2 separate regions of the Canis lupus genome follow, and region 2 is linked to region 1. Evidence: chromatin contacts called from public Hi-C data. All regions are on one chromosome and are shown on one strand. The core of a region is the stretch at or near the end of the contact, and the rest is flanking DNA. Distances in the headings are between cores, read along the strand shown. Region 1 has its middle 21 kb from the start of TNFRSF13B. Region 2 has its middle 15 kb from the start of DHRS7B.

The links. Hi-C and Micro-C count contacts between places; a contact is called where the count stands out from the background.
Region 2: a Hi-C map of skin fibroblasts shows a contact between it and region 1, with 2.6 times the contacts expected there. The contact joins two enhancer-like sites. A contact is called at or near these places in 2 of 9 Hi-C or Micro-C datasets (blood and skin fibroblasts).

What each region holds. Positions count from the first base shown.
Region 1 is chr5:42,641,043-42,643,742 of UU_Cfam_GSD_1.0, reverse strand. No RefSeq gene overlaps it. Among named protein-coding and RNA genes, the nearest start is that of TNFRSF13B, 21 kb to the left of the region's middle. Within about 2 kb of position 1,407, at least 4 of the 20 cell types and tissues checked have an H3K27ac peak or open chromatin away from gene starts, as enhancers often do. A contact at or near this core is called in blood, where this site is marked.
Region 2 is chr5:42,800,472-42,803,171 of UU_Cfam_GSD_1.0, reverse strand. No RefSeq gene overlaps it. Among named protein-coding and RNA genes, the nearest start is that of DHRS7B, 15 kb to the left of the region's middle. Within about 2 kb of position 1,306, at least 15 of the 20 cell types and tissues checked have an H3K27ac peak or open chromatin away from gene starts, as enhancers often do. A contact at or near this core is called in blood, where this site is marked.

The DNA of each region.
Region 1 (2,700 bases), core at 158-2,657:
CTGCCTGCACGGGTCGTGGGCTTGGACTCCTCTACTTTTCCTTCCACACCCCACTCCCACCCAACCCACCAGCACATCATGCAGGTGACACCTTCAGAATGATTCTCAGATGACCACTTCTCACCTCCTCCCTGCGCCCCCCTAGTTTGAGCCACCTTAATCACTCACTTGGACTAGCCAGGTAGTCTCTTCACCTGCCTCCCTCCTTCTGTCCACACCCCTCCTCAGTTTGACCCCCATCCAGGACTGGTGGGACCTGTTGAGCCCAGGAGGAGCTTAGAGCTCCTCTCTCAGAGCCCTCTGCTGGCTCCCAGCTTACTCTGAGTGACAGCCTGAATCTTTCGAACAGACTCAGGTCACTGAACCTAGGCCTTTCTCTCTCTCTCTTTCTCTCTCTCTCTCAGCTGTCTGGTGCTCTCCCCATACTACAGCACCTCAAACAGGGGACTTCTCTGGGCTTCATGCATGTCAATCACAGTTTTGCCTCAGGGCCTTTGCACTTGCTCTTCTGTGCCTGGAATGCTCTTTGCCCAGATAGCTGCTTGGATAACCCATCACTTCCTACAAATCTTTGCTTAAATCGTGCCTTGTCAATGAGGACAGCCCTGACCATGTCTGGAATGGTGTCCAGGACATACTACATGCTCAACAAGTAGATGAAAGTAGAGAAGGAGAGAGGGAGGAGGGGAAGCAGAGAAGAAAGGGAGGGAGAAGGGAGGAAGGAAGGAACAGCACAGCTATTTTCATTCCAGTGAAACTGGGTTACAACAAATGCCAAAGAGCAACCCAATGGTGCAAAAAGAAAGATCATAAAAGGCCAACATGAATCATAAATGGGGGTAGGAGGTGGGGGGGATGCAGGTTTTGAGACCCCCGGGGTGTGTACAGGATTCTCTCCACCCCTCCCAAGCATGCCTTCCCCCTCTACACCTGTCAGCCTCAGCCAGCCGCCTCAGACTCCAGACAATACCAGAGGCCCAGGACCCTGAGGAGGCTAGGGACGGAGGGGAAGATGCTCCGTGGCCGTGGAGACTCATCTCATTTCTGTCAAATATGCAACCCTGTCGCTTCCTGGAGAGGGAGTCCAGACACTGGGTTCTAGTCCTGCTGATGTCCCCAGCTCAGTGTGTGACCTCAGGCTTGGCATGTAACATCCTGGGCCTCGATGTCCCCTGCTGTCAAAATCAGGGAGCGTGGATGTCATCCTCCAACCAGCAGCCCCCTCCATTCTGAGCTTCTATAAATACAGCCTGCGTAGGGCTTCTCTGCTAGGAAACCTGCCAAGCCAGAACCATCCTGACCTCCTGCAGGTTTTACTCGAGACTGTAACCGCCACACCTGGGCCCAATGCACCGCAGACCGAGGGCAAAGTCACCTGGCACCCCCCTCCTTCCTCCACTCTTTCCTCTCGGGAGGGACTGGGGTTTCACACAGAGCAGCCAAGGCCCATAAATAGCAGCTGGCCACTCACAGGCCTACCCTCCCAGGCCCCAAAAAGGAAGTGAGAGAAAGGCGGGCACTTTTGTTCTTTCTGCAGAGAAGAACTGCCAGGCGCTCCCCAGGGCCCAGAGCAGACCCAGCTTCCCGACACCCCCCCCGTCCCCCCGGTTCTCCCTGTGGGCCTGGCAAGGTGAGGCTCCAACCTACAACTGAGCTGTCGCTGACCCTGTCAGAGGAAGAGGCGAGGACAAATTCAAGCTGACTAGGAATAGGCCCGAGGCTGGACCCGGGATCCCTTGCCCTACGTCATTCTGTGAATGGCAATCTGTTCAACAGGGCCATGTGGACCAAGCTGTAGGGGACATCGCTGTGTAAAAAAGCCCCCAGGCAGTCCTTGGGAGGATGGAGGGCCTCCAGGAGGAGGTGACTCAGAACAAATTCTTTGGATGCATACAGTCATAGATCAGAATAGTCATCTTTCACCTTCTGGAAAACCAGCTTTGAGGGGACTGACAATGGCCCAGTCAGCCAGTTCCCTCACAGGGGACTTGGGAGGAGCATTGGCACGTGGGCACAAATCTTTTGTTGTGGCACTGTTCGAAGCAGCAGACAGAGGCGACAATGCCTGGGTGTGATGTTTTCCATAGCCAGGCCCAGATCTTCCTGAAGACTCCTTTCACTGAGAGAGTGGGTCATCTGTTTCCTGCCCTGACCCTGCCTGTCAACAGGGAAACGGAGGAAGACGAAGTAGGCCAGGCCCGTGAATGTCTCCGCCAGGGGCCTCTCAAAACCACAGGGATGAAGGAAGAGAGGCAGGTTACCACATGGCTCCATTTGGGGAAATTGCAAACCCGGCCCCAAGGAGCCCTAGGGATACTTCGCATTGCTTCTGTACGTCTGTAAGACAGAAAAAAATGGCCTGCAGACAGCCAAGCCACACTGACAAGAATGCTTCCTTCTGGGGAGGAGATGGCACTGGTGGACCTGGCCCAAAGGGACTGTGACCATATTCTCAGTGCTTTGTATAGGAAAAAAGAGAAACATGGAACCGACTCCACCGGCAGCAAGCAAGGCCCACGTGGGAGCCGTCAAATTACGCTCTGGGCTGTCGTGAATGTTAAAAGCTTGTATCTACTCATTCGGCTGCTGAATTTCGACCCAGTTTTCTGAGCCCTACCACACACTAGGTTGTGGGAATACGGCACAGATAAAAAAAAAAAAAAGATGAAATATTGCTGCATTCTTGGAGGTTATGCCCAC
Region 2 (2,700 bases), core at 57-2,556, 160 kb before region 1:
CCACCCAAGTCCATGGTCTAGAATAGAGTTCACTCTTGGTGTTGTACATTCTATGGGTTTGAACAAAACTACAGTGACATATATCTATCACCATAATATCATACAAAGTATTTTCACTGCCCTAAAAATCCTCTGTGCTCTGCTTATTTATCCCTCCTTCTCCCCATCCCTATTAATCTTTTGTCGAGGCAAGTTCTGGATATTAAACTTTAAAGCATCTTACCTTAATATGTGCTTATGAATACTTAATTTCCCCCTTGAAATTTAGGTACTGATGCTTGAAGTCATAGGGGTACTTATCTATAAAGTGAATCTGGGTAGTAAGTATAGTTATTTTGAGGTTGTAGAGTATATGGGGTCCAAATGTCAACTAGCCTATTATTGAATGTAGGCAAATGGTGGCAAACGTCTTAATTGAGAGATAAGAAAACGCTTGCTGCCTGGAATTCATGTAAATTCTGACTTTCTCTCCTCTAAGTTACTGGCTCCTTGTGAAATGGATACTGCCCTCCTGGTAATTGTTGGGGGATCACAAGTCACATTTGGATTCCCACGAGATACTCGCTCTTCTCCTTTTCACCTTAAATTGAAAGAGGGGAGATGCAAATTCTGACCCCATCAGGGGAGGAAGCTCCTCCTACCTGCTAGCTCTGTAGGGAATCGGTTATCAACGACTCTAAAATTGCCTCAGACAGCTTTAGGAAACGCATTGTAGGAGACAAATGGGTGGTTTTGATTTGGGTCTGGTCTAATGTTTATCTTCCTAGATCCACTCAAAGGAATTGCAGTCTTCGTCCCTTTCGGGAGTGTGTGCGCATGCGTGAGTCAGTCCACCAGCTTGTGAGTTACCCCGCAGTCTAGAGACCCGTAGGACTTTGAATCCAGAGGTCCTCATCAAGCTTTGGGTTTATGTCACATCTGGACCAGTCAGGCTCTGTCTCTAGGGCTTTTACTAGAAGCGACTTTAAATCTGAAACGTAAAAAAGGTGGACATTAAAAAAAAAAAAAAAAAAAAAAAAAAAAAAAAAAAAAAAGGTGGACATTGATTTGCGGATACTTTCTGGCATCCCGAACTGCAAAGTTACGCGTTAATTTCTGTTCCCTCAATCCCTACTCTTTCCTTCCTATAAAATCTCTTTTCGTCATTGTAACAGGGATAAATATTGATCCTCTCGATCGCTATTGGCATGGAAGTCCCCCGATTTTTATCAGGTCACGCAGGCTTCAACAAAAGACTACATTCCCCAGCATGCCTTGCAGACTACAGAGCCAATGAGATGTCAGTACCCGAGACGTGACGAGTCCCGTGTCCCGAGGAGCCGGCGCTGAGCGCAGTGTCCCCCGTGATGCCGAGGGGTCCTTGCCTTCAGAAGTAGCTCGTGGTCCCGGGGTGTTAGGCCGGGGATTGCCTGCGGGAAAGGCAGCAGAACTGAGTAAGTGAAGGTGTACGCCACCCTGCCACGCAGTGATTCCACTGCTGGGTGCATTGCCAAGAGAAATGTGCACGGCTGCTTTATTCGTAATCGCCAAAACGCAGAAATGACCCCAAACGTTCATCAACAGATATATTGGAGCATCATCATAGAGGCATTGTTAACAAAGCAAGGGAAAATAATTAGCTGCAGCTAGAGGCAATTCGGATGAGTATCACAGACATAGTGATGCGTGATCTTTCACGAACACACGAATATGAGTGGCATCTCATGAAGTCTAGGAACAGGCGATGGAAGTGGCAGAGGCCAAAACAGTGGCTCCTGGGGCCCGGATTGCGAGGAGGAAAGGGGCATGAGAAAGCCTTGTGGTACAGGAATTAGTCTACATGTTGATCTGGGAATGATTGCGTAGATGTATACATATGTAAACATTCTTCACGTTGTGCACTTAAGATTAGTGCACTTTATTATATATATAATATATAATATATATATATAATACCTATATATATAATATATATATATATACACCACTGTGTGTATGTTACACTGCAAAAAAAGTGAAGGATGTCCTAAATAACAATAATTCAACTGAGTACATTTTTTTAACATTTTAGGTTTTTTTTTTTTTTAATATTTTACTTATTGATTCATAAGCGAGAGAGGGAGAGAGGCAGAGATACAGGCCGAGGGAGAAGCAGGCTCCATGCAGGGAGCCTAATGTGGGACTCGATCCCAGGCCCCAGCTAAGTACGATTTAACGATTTAATTGGCTTTATGATTGAGTCATGAATTAGGCAGCATCCCAACTAGCAAGTCCAGGGGAATGTCAAAGGGCTACAGAATAGAAAGGGTTTTTTAAGTAGAGAGGGAGCAGAAAACAGGAAACCATTAGCAGGAATTCGTTGTTTTAGGTAAGGTCCCCTTCTATTTATTTTTGGATATTTTTTTATTGGAGTTTGATTTGCCAACATATAGAATTACACCCAGTGCTCATCCCATCAAGTGCCCTCCTCAGTGCTCATCACCCAGTCACCCCAACTCCCTGCCCACCTCCCTTTCCACCACCCCTTCTTCGTTTCCCAGAGTTAGGAGTCTGATGATCTGTCACCTTCTCTATATTTCCCACTCATTTTCTCTCCTTTCCCCTTTATTCACTTTTACTGTTTTTTATATTCCCCGAAGGAATGAGCATAGAATGTTTGTCCTTCTCCAATTGACTTACTCAGCATAATACCCTTCAGTTCTATCCACGTTGAAGCAAATG